Regions from separate parts of the Mus musculus genome. Here region 1 is linked to region 2. Evidence: chromatin contacts called from public Hi-C data. All regions are on one chromosome and are shown on one strand. Each heading gives the region's core, a stretch centred on a gene start, on an enhancer-like site or on the middle of the called end of the contact. The rest is flanking DNA. Distances are from core to core; before and after follow the strand shown.

Region 1 (6,834 bases), core at 1,292-3,791, 270 kb after region 2:
AATATGCTTTGAAAGTTCATCTATAACTTACTTTTTTAAAATAAGTAAGTGTTATTGGCCAGGTGTGGTAGCATATACCTTCCATTCAGCACTTAGGAGGCAGAGGCAGGAAGATTCTGTGAGATTCTGCCTCAAAAAGAAAAAAAAAAATAGAAGTGTTCTTTCTTACATGCTTTATACAAAAGGAAGAGAAATAAAAACAAAACAAAACAAAACAAAAAGCAAGGTCCTAAACTTTCAGTTTGGCCCAGGAAATACACCTCTTTGGCAGTGGGCTGTGTTTCCTTCCACAGTGGAACCCAGCACACTCCAACATTGGGCAAACTGGCCAGCAGATGTGCACTCGAGTGCAGGGCCTTAGGAAGCTGCCTGAGGAGCCTGGAGTGTGGCCTGTTTCCTTCCTGTTGTGTCTACTCAAGAGTAGAGAATGAGAGCCACCTTGCTTCCGGGCACAAAGCCTGGCCTGCAGTTTGCTATCTGGTATATATTCAGCAAAGGAGAGAAGACAAATCCACAGGAGGAAGACAGATGTGTGGAGGACTAAGACAGAAGCAGGGAAATGGTGCCAACTTTTAAAGAAATTCTGTTGAAAAGCAGATCTCAAAAGCCAAGTTCCTGTGAGGTAGGAGCTAAGTTCCTAATAGTATACAGTGCTGCTTCAGGTTTTCTTCTGTCTGTTCTCAAGGTCCTTTTGTAAAACAAATGTTCTTTATTCTTTGACATCTGCTTGTGGGTGACTCAATCTTTCAAAAACTGAACAAAAGTGATAATATAAATCCATAGTATCTAGGAAATTCCTCTATTTAGCAGTGCCTGTGTATTAGCAAGTTTGATTTCAAAACAATACCTGCAAGCAGCTGCCTCTTGACATAGTTCTAAAATCAATGTTAATAACACAAGCAGAACACATTGCAGCAATCCACATAAGTTAGTTTAATAAAATCTATTTCTTTGGTATTTTCAATGATCTTTTCTAAGTAAATGACTCAGTATTTTCTAAAGTTAATTTGCTTCATTGAGAATTCTCCAGAATATTTAAGGTACATGACTGAATCGCCAAAGGGTTGTTTAGCTGGGATAAATATTAAAGAAAATTATAATGTGAAACCAAGATAAATTTACAAAACCACACAGCAAAGGCAAACACGCTTCCTGTATAATGGGGGAACTCCAGCAGGGTTAAAACACTTCCTTGCAAAAGCATAGATGTCCAAGCTGGCCTCTTCTTAGTCTTATGAGCTTAAATGCTCCTGTGACTTCTGGCACATTAAACTTTTGACTGGCATTTTCGAGGTGCTTGCTCCAGACAGAGGTCCTGAGCGAGGCATCACCCAGAAGAAGGATCCATTCCTACACATCTGTATGCACTCATGCATCTCCATCCCGCACACCAGCTACATGTGAGCCAGACACTGGCTTAACAGCACCCTCCGGATGGTCAGGATAACTTAAGAAAAGGCAAGACAATGGGCTCTGCATACCCTTTAGGTCACTCACTTTACTGTCTTGTGACAAGTCTTTCATGAATGGCTAACAGATAAAAGTAGGCAAAAAAAATTTAAGTCTGATAATTATGCATCTCTTTTCTATGATCATAACTTTATTGTGTCAATATTTATGGAGATGGGAATGGACTTATTTGGAAATCACTTTAACAATGAAATAATGCTGCAAAGCACACTGCTTTTTAAAGAAAAAGGCAGAGGTTCAATACAATGTTTGTGAAGTGAGCAGACTCTCTCAGCCATGAGGATTTTGTGCCCTCACAACAAGCACACCATGCTTCTCCAATGTAGCATTTTACAAATGTGGGGCATTATTAAGAAGGGGCGGACTTTGCCAGTCACATAATTTGTATATTTAGGGGGGGGTGTATGGAATGAAAAAGCGAAATATGTTAAATTTCAAAGGACTTGGAAGTAATGCTGCCTGTGAGCTTGTATTACAAATAGCCCCACATTATCACATAGGCTATTAATGAGGCCAAGTGAATGAAAGTACAATTTGAATATGCATGACTCCATCCAATGAGCAGGACTTTTGTGTTCTGATGAGTTTTTTCCCTCTCCTAAAAGGGATTAAAATGATTCTTAGAGGAGTATGGCTACCCAGAAATGAGTAAGATAAATGTATTTGGCCACAGAGTCCCACTCTATTCATATGAAATACACAGGTGGGAAAAGCCTGCTGCTGATTCCACCTGCAGTCTCTGAAATACACGCAGCTTCTGTCTTCTAAAGGAACAGTCTTCAACTCAAGCAGCTGTATTACTACAATCTCTAAGGACAAATAATGATTTTTGTGGAGATTCCTAAAAGTGGACAAGGTTAAGAAAACCTTTGAGTACAAAGCCTTCAGTTCCACGGTAAGGAACACTAGTTAAAAGACTGGGAAATGGGTAAATTATTGCGCCAAATGGCTGAGAATTAATCTCTGCTGACTAGCTGTAATCTAACGAGGCGTCTGTGTCCCAGGGAGCCCGCAGCATGTCCCTGGCGGTATGTGCAGTGTGTCGAGTCTGCGTGGCACCCTTTGTCCTCGCTCACAGGCGGCCTTTCCCCTCATTGTCCATAATATCCTCATGCATCTGGGACGCGTGGAATGCATTCATACTAACAGACTTACCATTGTTTTCTCTCAGAAGCTTTGTTGAGCAAAGACTGCATCACGGTTACTGATAATTATATTGCTTAATTAATCAAGACAAAAAAAATTTGCAAATCATTGCCTGGTTGCCAAGCAAGGAGATAAAAAATGACAACAATACAAGCTGAAGCAATATAACAAAAGTAACAGCTATCTGATCAGAAATTCTTATATAATGAAGCTATTAATGCTAAATCGGTTAATGTTAGCATTGCTCCAGGTGTCTCTACTTAGATGCAAACAAAAAGGCTAACATTATGGATATAAAAGGCCAAATGTTGCCATGGATTCTGTAACCTGATAGAGAGGACAGCCTTTTCATTTGATTAGGGAATGCAATTTAAATACCAGGGACTGAAGCCAAACAAACAGACTTTCCCTCCGAAAGCCTCTTGCATTCACCCTGGGGTCAGTGGTTGGTGAACAAAAGGTCAGCTACACTTGCCCTGGAAATGTCTGGATTAATTTTATTACATTGTAATGGTTTGTAACTTTAAATGTAGGGACAACACTAAGTTTTCAGTTTCCCATTATTCTCTTTTCACTTTAGGCTTTTTTTGAGTTAAAATATTAAGAAACCAATTTTCCGAATTCATCTTGTCAAAATTAATTACCAAGTTTATTCAAGTTTAAACATTTTTGTAGGAAAAATTTAAAAGTATATAAATAACATTTTATGCATCTCATGCTATGTTGAGAAATGTCACTTTTGACACAGCAGAGTGAAATGAAATGCTTTTCATGGTCTTCATTCACTTTAAAAGTAAAGGGGACACTTAAAGGACATTCTGACATTTTAGAGGACTATCCTGAAGATGACCTAGTAAAACTAGCTCCACACTACTTATAAACGAATTTTTTTAAAAAAAATTTGAAAGCTAAAAGTACTAAAACTATTACTCTTTAAGATTAAAATTATCACTTTAATTCTTATACATAATTCTGTCTTCATAGACAAACGCAGATGTTAGCACTGAGCCATTAACTTACAGCACAAAGCTGAAAACATGCCATACACAGGAGTCTGAATCAAAGGAACACAATATCTAATATAAATTCTGACATCTTTTGTCTTTTATTTTATGAGGTTTTCCTAGATTGAGAGAGCCTATATATTGGAGAGTTAATATATACATTAAACTTAGAACTCTACTGATTTTACTATGATCGTAACTATATATAAAAAATCCTGATAGCAACCATAACTGCAACAATGGCTAACATGGAAACAGCTTTTACCCAGGTGCCAGGCAATATCTGAAGCACTTTTCCACTTATTAGCACGTTTAATGCGAATGTAACACTTTAGGTTACAAATCCGAATTAGAACAGCAAACCTCATGACCTGCTTTTTAAAGCTTAAGAACAATCAGCAGAATAACACTGAGCTCCTCCGGGAGAGTGATTCTGAGATGTACAGAAATATTATATTTACTATCAGGCTGGAAACAAGTCTTTTTTTTTTTTCCCTTAAAGAAAGGCCTATATGCTTAATATATTTAATTTCAAAGCTAAGAAGACTCTTCTTAATGAGTTAAAAACACAATATGTCAATACAGAGCAGCAGGATTAAAATACCAGTAGAGGCATGATGAGGACGCAAGCTGCAGCTGATTAGTACACAGGACACAGACCATTGGATTGTTCCAGCCAGCCCCATGGTCAATACCAATTGACATGGCTGAATTGATTCTCTAGCAAGGTGCTTTGATTGTTAATACTCATCATGTGTGCTTTGCTTCAGGGCACCAGTGTCTTTGTGGACATGTCCAGAATCCTTCAGGATTGACTGCAATCAGCACCAGTCAGGGCTCAGTGACCAATGCTCATCTGTCAGACAAAGCTGGATTGTAGACCCATGGTTTTCCCCAAATACTAAGTGAAAATGGAGTTCCATCAATTCTTACTATTATTAATAATGTGCCCCAGTTAAAAATTATAATATCCTTAAAATTATAATACTTTAAAACATTAAAATTACTTAAAAATCCATATATTTTTCTAACATAATTTTCAAATAATACAAAATGGAATTTTGTGCTTATGATTAGAGTTTTTTTGAATATCACAGTTTGTATTAAATTCCCATTTAGCACATACAGTTATCTGTAACATTTATCAGGGTTTTTGAGGACTGTGATTCCAATAGCAAATGAAGGGGTCTGGGTGACAATGGAGAAAGCGTACCTCAGGCTTCTTCGTTATCGTGATAAAGAACATATGATTCTTCATTGGGTAAATAATGATGGAAACGTCTCCAAAGGCTGTTGGGATAATACCCCTGCGGTAGTCCCTGGAGTGTTCAGACCAGACGATGTGGACCTCATCATTCCCCAGGTGACGGAGCTGCAACAGCAAATTGGCTCTTTATTAACTGAGGTGCTAACAACAGTTTATGAGGGGCTGTGGCTTACAAATTGAATTAGAAAACTCAGAGGCCAAAAATATTTTAGTCCAAATCAGGCTACTACACTGATGATACTCAGGATTTCAGAATGTGCTATTCTGTGAAACCTTGGCCTACCTGCTAGGATGCCAGTTTGGTTCTAATATCACACACAGAAGCTCCAAGGCACATTACAGTGGGATGGAGGAAGATGTCTTTAAGGTCTCTTTTACCCAGAATTCTGTTTCTAAACCAGTCCTAACCTATAGTGCTGAGAATGTTTCTCAACAACAACAACAAAAAAGACATCACTTTTTCTAGTCATTATTGCTTGAAAACTTTAAGCTTTTGAATCCAGTGGTTATTAAGAAATAACAAAGTGAGATAAGTCAAGCTACTCCAACACAACTGTTGACAATCTCTAAGAAACTGGTGCTGAGATAAATTTTTGAGATAAAGATGGTAAGAAATTATATTTTAAGGAAATAAATATATTTAATTTAAATTAAAACTTAACTTTGGTGGGCATACTAGCATCTAGCATTTAAAGATGTCCAAAGTGCTCACAAATGATGTCTACCCTTCCTACAGACTTTAAGTAACTCCAGCTTTACCTCATCTTACAAGAAGTAAGGAATTCTGCTCAGGAATGCTCTATCTGGCAAGTGCACAGAACAGCACCGGAGAGAGGGCCAGAGACAGTGGCCTCTACTCATGATGATCTAAGCCAGGGACATTCAACTTATACATAATAGTATGTAGCATTTCAATGGCACAGTATGTACACACTAAGATATACAATCAATTTATAATAAACAAAATCTCTCTCTCTCTCTCACTGCTATGAGTAAATTTACAATTTTATGTTCTGCTGCATTCAGTTGGACATTCCTGATCTCAGCTCACATCAAAAGCTATTTTAGTGATATATCTCAAGTGGTTTAGCTCACTTATTTTGACATTTTATAAAGAGACTATGAACTCCAAAAAACCACAGATTCTTGGTGTCTTCAAGAAGGCCCTGGGAAGGCCTCAGAGACCCTTTACAAGCTCTTCTAGGGCAAACCTTTGCTAGATGCAAGAACATCACTGATAAACTGCTCACGTGGAGAGCCTGCCAACAGAATCTGGCCATAGCTGTAAAGAAATCATTTGAGAAAGCCTAAAGCATAACTAAAAGGAACAGACACAGTGATGAGAATATTGGCCTGAATTAAAGTTCTAAAGTTATGATGTATGGCAGAGGCAAGGTCTTAGAAGTCTTGAGGGATGAGGTGCCTGCCTCAGAGCAGGGAGTGCCATCAAGGAACAAGGGACCAACCTTTAAAGCCCTCTAATAAAACTGATGTTATGGCAGAGCTTATGTTCTAGTTTTATCTTAAAAAAAAAAAACAGTAAAAATACACTCTGGAATCGAGTACATCTGAAACATGTTGGCATAGATATTAATTTTTAGATGTGATTTGATCACAGAGACTACCCAAGATGAACCCAACATGGCCTCTTTTCTAGTCATCAAGTTTCAAAGGCAGCTGTTTGTTGCAGTGCTTGCTTATTTTACACTCTCTAGACTTCTAGAAGTGACTGAACACATCAATTATGTACAGAGACCTGCACCTGTACTTTTGTGCTTATATGGAGTAAGGAACAGGAGTTAACTGGTCTGAAGAGGGGCTCCAGAAAGATGCAGCCGTGGGAGCCCAACACAAGCCACAATGGAGTCAACAACTTTCGTAAATGCAAACATTACCCAGTGCATCTTTCTTTTCCTCCTCACTTGTTATACCCCAACACAAGTATTA
Region 2 (6,636 bases), core at 886-3,385:
TGTAACTGACCCCTCACGGAGTGGACCTAGATACTCAAAATAAGGCGCTGATTTATGTGGAAGGCTTTTTTTCTCTCTTTTAAAAAACATTTTAGATGTGTTTAACACTTTAAACAATTGTCTGAGATACGTTGAGCTTAATAGGATTGTTCCGGGAGGAATTTCAATGTATTCCTAGCACCCCTGTGTTCAAGAAGAGCGGACAGAACTCCCGTGGCTGAAGCACGCAGGGCTGATAAGCGCCATTTCTCACACAGTTCCCGTGTCGCTGCAAGCCTCACATCCCTTGGCCACGTGCATCAGCTTCCACGCATTACTGCTGTCTTTTCTCTCCAGCCACTTGCTTTTCATGCCTTTTATCCTGCTTAGAGCATCTCTGAGTAGCTGTCGGTCCCTCGCTTTCACCTAGGAAGCCAATCTTCAAGGGGACAGATCACCCCAGGCATGAGTAATGGGATAGAATGCCTTTCATCTCCGTGGGTTGCCAATTTGAACCTGGCACAAGACAGCGGTGATTCGGATTCATCACTGTGTGGGAAGGCAATGTGCGCTCTCCCTCCCCTCCGAGTCTACCCTTCCCCACCCTGAGGCCATAGAGCTTCTGCCTTATTTGGGTATGCACCTTCCCAGTGGCTTCTATTAATAGACAGCTCACTCCAGAGCAGACCATAGGAAAGCACCTCAATGCCTTCATCTTCATCACACCTAGAAGTTGGCCCCCAAGAGTCACAATAATAACTCTATAGTTGACCATTAGGAACTCATGGGTAAGAGAGAGGCCTTTCCTGGTCAAGGCCATAATCCACACAGTAGACTTGGAAGATTCTCATCCAGTTTGAATGAGCCATCTTGGCGTGTGCATTTACGTTCTGAGCTATTGTCACAAACTTTCATTTAGATGGGTCGCCATAGCTTACCATAGCACTGTAATCCTGAGAAATACTCTCTATCTGCCTGAGTTCGTTGTGCAGACAAACCAATTAAAGATTGGGCAAGTTGCCTTTCTCCTACTTTGGAGGTCTGTGGAGAAGGCATTTTTTTCTTTCCTGTCTGTACCCTAGAGGGATTTTGAGTTGACTTTGTTACTGTCACTGCTCTTGGGAAAGCTGCCAGTATATTTAACAATATATCAATTTTTTGGTTTGTTTTTTGTTTTTTTGAGACAGGGTTTCTCTGTTTAGCCCTGGCTGTCCTGGAACTCACTTTATAAACTAGGCTGGTCTCGAACTCAGAAATCTGCCTGCCTCTGCCTCCCAAGTGCTGGGATTAAAGGCGTGTACCACCACCACCTGGCAATATATCAATTTTTTGTTTAACTTTCATGCATTTGGGTATTTTGCCTTCATGTATGTCTGTGTACCATATGCTTGCAGTACCTTCAAAGGCCAGAAGAGAGTGCTGGATCCCCTGGAGCTGGACTTAGAAACAGTTGGGAGCCTACATGTGGGGGTACTGGGGGAATGAACCCAGGTCCTCTGTAAAGCCATCTGCCCAGCCCCTTACTTACAGAGTTAATGGCGGTGGATGAGGGAGGGGGAAGAATAGTAGGAGCTGCGACTCGCTAGCTAGGATTGGACCTGTAGAGTTTGTAGAGACCTGTCTGTAGAGTTCCTGGAGTGTCTGCGCTTCCTGAGCTTCCTCTTGTGACGGTTAACAATTATTTATAATGCTAAACTCCAGAAATTCGCCTTGGAATCCACTGTGTTTATCATTCACAAGAGCTCTCATGGTCTATTCTAATTATAGTCTTTGTCCTGATTTAGAGTGGTCACAGAATGAAGGTATGCTCTCATCCCCATCTGAGAAACCATGCTTTCAGAGCGTTCAGCGCCGATGTTATTATTATTATTTTTTTCCCTTCTGGTTGTAATGACAGTCTGCTGAAATCTGAACTAACTTCTTTAGGGGCCTCCATTTCTCTGTGTTTGTTTTCTCCACATCTCCTTTTGTCCTTGTACAAGAAAAAACAGCAGTGTATCTAACCCCCCACCCCCAGAGCTAAGTGTTGGCCCACCCTTTCCTGGTACGTGATCTCAGAAAGATGTCACTGGCTGGCATTCAGTTACCCTTTGAATTGCCCCTTTTTATCTGGGCTGCTCTTCCCCAGTCCAGCTATAATTACCATCTGATGGACGGTTACTGGATCCTGTTGCACTTGGGCATCTGCTGCCTTGGGAAATTGCATTATTCTCCCAGCACCTGCTAGGTTTTCCCCAGAGTAATTGTTTCCCAGTCCCTTCCTTAAACGTGGTGACTTTCACTGACAGTAGTCAGACTTCCCTTAGTCATAGTAGTGGTTGAAGTATGTAGTATTTTTTTTAAACAATCAAACAAAGAAACCAACCAACCAACCAGCCAACCAAAATCCACAGTTTTTTATTATCTCCTGAGGAGATGATTCTAAAATTGTAAACCTGTGGTTTTCAGCACCATCTATGCATTGATCCTTATTAATATCACCACAGTGAAGTTTCCTGGACATGAAACAAACCTACTTTCAGTCACTACAGGGGTCTAGTTGGCTTTTCCAGCCCTGTTCTCAGCCTCTTCCTACACATTCATGCTACTCCTGGGAAATACGTTTCCTTAGAATGGCGGGGAACCCTTTCCTCTATGAATTGTAGAGAAATTTGTGTAAATTCCTTCATGGGCTCTTTTTTTCTCAAATAATATACCTTCTGTGTCATTTTCCCCAATGCTCTGACACTCCTTAGTTAAATATAACGTGCTGTGTGTATGCAGGTATCAGAATGGCTTTTAGATCCGAGGTTTGTCCTCATGACTCTCACAAGTCTTTTCCCTCAGACAGTGATGCTGGGCATCCCTCCTGTGGTTACTGTTTGCTGAGATCTGGTTGGTGGTTTCCTGTGAACCCATCTTATGTACCTGTCACACCAGCACTTACTGTTGTGACCATCTTCCTCATAGAGGGGTGTGTGTGTGTGTCGGGTGGGGGTGACTTGTTCAAAGGCTGGTTTATTGACAGATCTTCCCACCAGGCAGCTAATTGCCTAAACTCACTCTTAGCCATGACTTGCAGAGTTTATTAACTAACGTGTAAATCTGACGCCACGGCCATTCTAGGAAACTAGCAAACAGAAAGTAGACAGCTTGACACTAAACTTTTTTAATCCCTCACATCTTTAACACCAGCCACTTAATCAAAAATGTGATCCACAGACTTGCCAGGACCCCCCACCCCCAACTCTAGCCGGTTTCTGCTCTTAGTGTCAATCCCGCACCAGCCTAACTCTGGCTGAGGAGGCTGCGGAGAAGCAGACATCTGGGCCAGACTGGTGTGCTAGGCCTGTTTTGAGACATCAATAGATGGAGGGTGTCTATAATTCCCTCTGTGTTGTATCAGCATGCTGTTACAAGCCTTTCAGAATTGTGGTGGCAGCTGCTATGGAAAGAAGAAAAATATGATCCCATATGGTGGTTATATTACAAACTTCTCAAGATTCAGCTCTATATTGAATGGTGCTCAGCAGTGTTCTTAGCCTATCACAGGAGTGCCTGATGGTTTACTTGAGGAGCTAGCGGCACAACTGACAAATGCTGGGTGGTATTTAGGAGTTAGGCCATGAGAGGATGGCAAAAGGATGAGAATAAGTTGTGAAACCGATTTTTAGTATCTCAGGAGCGTTACCAACTAGCATCAAATCTCATCATTTCACAGAATAAGTGGTTCAGTCACCCTTCGACAAAACTTTAGTGTGATATAAATAAAAGGTAAGTTCAAGAAATAGAATGTAGATCTACACACACACAGAGACACAGAGACACAGACACACACAGACACACACACACACACACACACACACACACACACACACACACACACATGTATGTCTTGGTTACTTTTCCATTGCACGTCTGTCATGAAGGGGAAGTCATAGCCATGGGAGCTGCAGGCAGCTGGCTACATTGCATATTCAACCAAGAAGCAATTGTAATGAGCACCTGTGTTCATCTCACTTTTCCTTTTTTATTTAGTCCAGAATCTCAGCCAAGGAAATGGTACCACTCAGAATGGGGAGGTCTTCCCACCTCAGTTAACCTTATCCAAAAAAGTCCCCACAGGCATGTCCAGAGGCCCATCTCCCAGGTGATAACTGAGATCAGTCACTGAAATACCTTACAAGCCACAGTTTAGTACATTCATGGAATTACAAAACCATCACCACTGCCTACATTTTTAGTATTTTCTCTCTTATCCTTGCTCCTACTTGGAATCTCTATCAACCACCTACTTTCAGTCCCTTGAACTTGCCCGTTTGGGATATTTCATACAACACATGATACTTGGTGAACAGCTTCTTTCACTCATGAGGGCACCCATGCGGTAGCACGTGTCTATACTTTATTCCTCTTTACTGCTAAATATTATATTGTATGGATAATGTCATATTCTGTTTTTATTCAGCTGTTGAAAATTTGAATTGTGTCCACTTTTGGTGAATAACTATGCTATGAAAATTCACGTACTTTGTGTGTGTGTGTGTCTATCTGTTCATTTCACTGTATAGCTTGGAAGTGGAATTGCTGGGTCTTCCCAGAGACTGCTCCATTTTGCAATCTCTCATTTTTAGATTAGATCTAGCATTCTGTCTACGAAATAGTAAAATGCTGTTCCTCTTAAGAACAGGGAAATGGAGTGTACCTGACATTTTTTCTGGTACTCTGAGAAAGCTTCATTCATACACGGGAGACTGTGCAGCTCATGAAGTTTCAGTTACTGTGTTTTTAAAGCAGAAATATTGTTAAAATCCACTTTCTCCTGCCTGTACCTGATCTATCCACCCAGACACAGGCTTCCTTTGATCTCGAAGCAGCATTTAGGGGAGACTGGGCTGCAGATATCCATATGAACCCAAGAGGGAGGCAGAGAGGGCATCTATATGATGCTTTCAGGCCAGAGCTGGTCTTTGTGTCCCAGTGGCTTCTTTAGAGTTTGCTCTTGGGGAGGTAAAGATTGTCAATGCCTACTGCTGGCTTGACTTTGGGTATCTTAAAATACGAGGTGCAGTAAAATGGCAAAGGGGGTGATTAGAGCTACAGATACAAAGAAAATATCATGACAAAAAACTCAGTACAGGTTTCTGGAAAGAAGAAATAGACAAAACCAGCCCCAGCACCCCACTGTCTCTAATTGGCCACTCTGTGTAAATACTGTGGTGTTGAGGGGCCGAGGACACGGTACAGTCAAGTACATGCATTCAAGCATGAGTATCTAAGTTCAATCTTCCGAGCTCATACAAAAGCCAGGTATGATGGCGTGCGCTTGTATCTGAGTTTTAGGGAGACAGATCTCTGGGGGGCTCTCTGGCCAGGCAGGGAGTCTAGCTTAATCCTTGAGTTCCAGGTTCCAGTGGGGAAAAAGTCCCTGTTAAAAAACAAACAAAGAAGCAAAATGAGGTGAGTGTGCCAGAGAAGTGACACCTGAGGGTGACACCTGGCTTTTATGTGCACGTGTGCTCATCCTCCCCCACCACACGCCTTCTCAAGCACACACAAACCCATTCACCACCACCGATGGGCGAGCGTCGTGTGAGTGAGCATGTGCGCATGAGTACGCGCCCCAGTTGACTGTGGGTTTCAGGGCGCCTTGAGACACGTCTTTTCCCTCAATCTGTTGTGGCTGTCTTCCTGTATCACCTAGCTGTTTGGCACAGCCAAGCAGTCCTCCACTGATGGGAGCTGGCCCTGCCCCTGATGAAGGAGCACGGTCTTCTTCATGACCCTCACACGAGTTTGAGCGAGAAACCTGAGGTGAGGTGAGGTGTTTGGGGAATGAAGTGAGCATGGGGCCCTCAGGACTTGTGGGAACGGTCACAGAGCTGTTTGATCTTGTTTCCTGTTGAGTGCGAGCATGCTCTCTGTGTCTGAACCCAGACACAAAGTGGTCAAGTCCGTGACTTTTCTGGTCAATTTTAGCTTATTAAAGCTCTGTGGGCCACTTCAATTCACAACACATGATTATAATTCTATAAACCCCCTCTAATTTTGTCTTATGTAATGTCAGAAACTTGATTTCTATGCAAAGGTCAGCCAGCCTCCCTGCCCTGCTGCTGAAGCCAGAGACCAGGAGGCTCCTCTTTCACCAGGCCTCTCCCCACTCCCGCTTTAACTTTTAGCTGGCAGTTTTATTATTATCATTATTTTAAGCCCGTCAGTTTATTTCTCTTTAGGAATTTAGAACTACTTCTTACTCTTCTGAAAATGGATGGGGCTGGGAGAGGACAGCCCCACTGCGTGGGTTGGACTCCCCTCCCTGTGGTGTGTTAGTGAGTTTCTTCAGAAACCCCAGTGCTGAGGCCAGCACACATGTATTCCCAGGCATTGGCACCGAAGCTATCTCTGCTCCTTGCAGTGGTCCTACAAGGAAGGACCTTAATCAAGGCTCATCCTCTGGGGACTGGCATCTTTCACCAGTACAGGATAAAGACTGGCCTGTCATATCCAGCCAATGGATAATTTCACTACAGGGTCCTGAGGTGAAGCTCTGGAAGGCTTTCTGTAATTTGAGGCTAAATGTAGGGCCATCCCATCTTTTCTCTGCAAGATGGTGTCTGGGGTCTCCAGACATAGAAGAAGCCAATATATACTATTGGAACTCTCCAGAAATCCAGGAAG

What was found. Hi-C and Micro-C count contacts between places; a contact is called where the count stands out from the background.
Region 1: a Hi-C map of the N1E-115 cell line shows a contact between it and region 2, with 4 times the contacts expected there. The contact joins two enhancer-like sites. A contact is called at or near these places in 1 of 484 Hi-C or Micro-C datasets (the N1E-115 cell line), 1 of 115 datasets of contacts at active chromatin or transcription factors (large pre-B cells) and 2 of 9 other capture datasets (embryonic stem cells and embryonic tail).

The regions. Positions count from the first base shown.
Region 1 is chr2:146,322,545-146,329,378 of GRCm38.p6, forward strand. Ralgapa2 (Ral GTPase activating protein, alpha subunit 2 (catalytic)) reads right to left here. Exons shown (of 41, transcript NM_001033348.3): 37 at 4,834-4,992. Among named protein-coding and RNA genes, the nearest start is that of A930019D19Rik, 67 kb to the left of the region's middle. Within about 2 kb of position 2,542, at least 56 of the 459 cell types and tissues checked have an H3K27ac peak or open chromatin away from gene starts, as enhancers often do. A contact at or near this core is called in the N1E-115 cell line, where this site is marked.
Region 2 is chr2:146,048,151-146,054,786 of GRCm38.p6, forward strand. The region is part of intron 17 of Cfap61 (cilia and flagella associated protein 61); the gene reads left to right. Among named protein-coding and RNA genes, the nearest start is that of Gm34629, 48 kb to the right of the region's middle. Within about 2 kb of position 2,136, at least 9 of the 459 cell types and tissues checked have an H3K27ac peak or open chromatin away from gene starts, as enhancers often do. A contact at or near this core is called in the N1E-115 cell line, where this site is marked.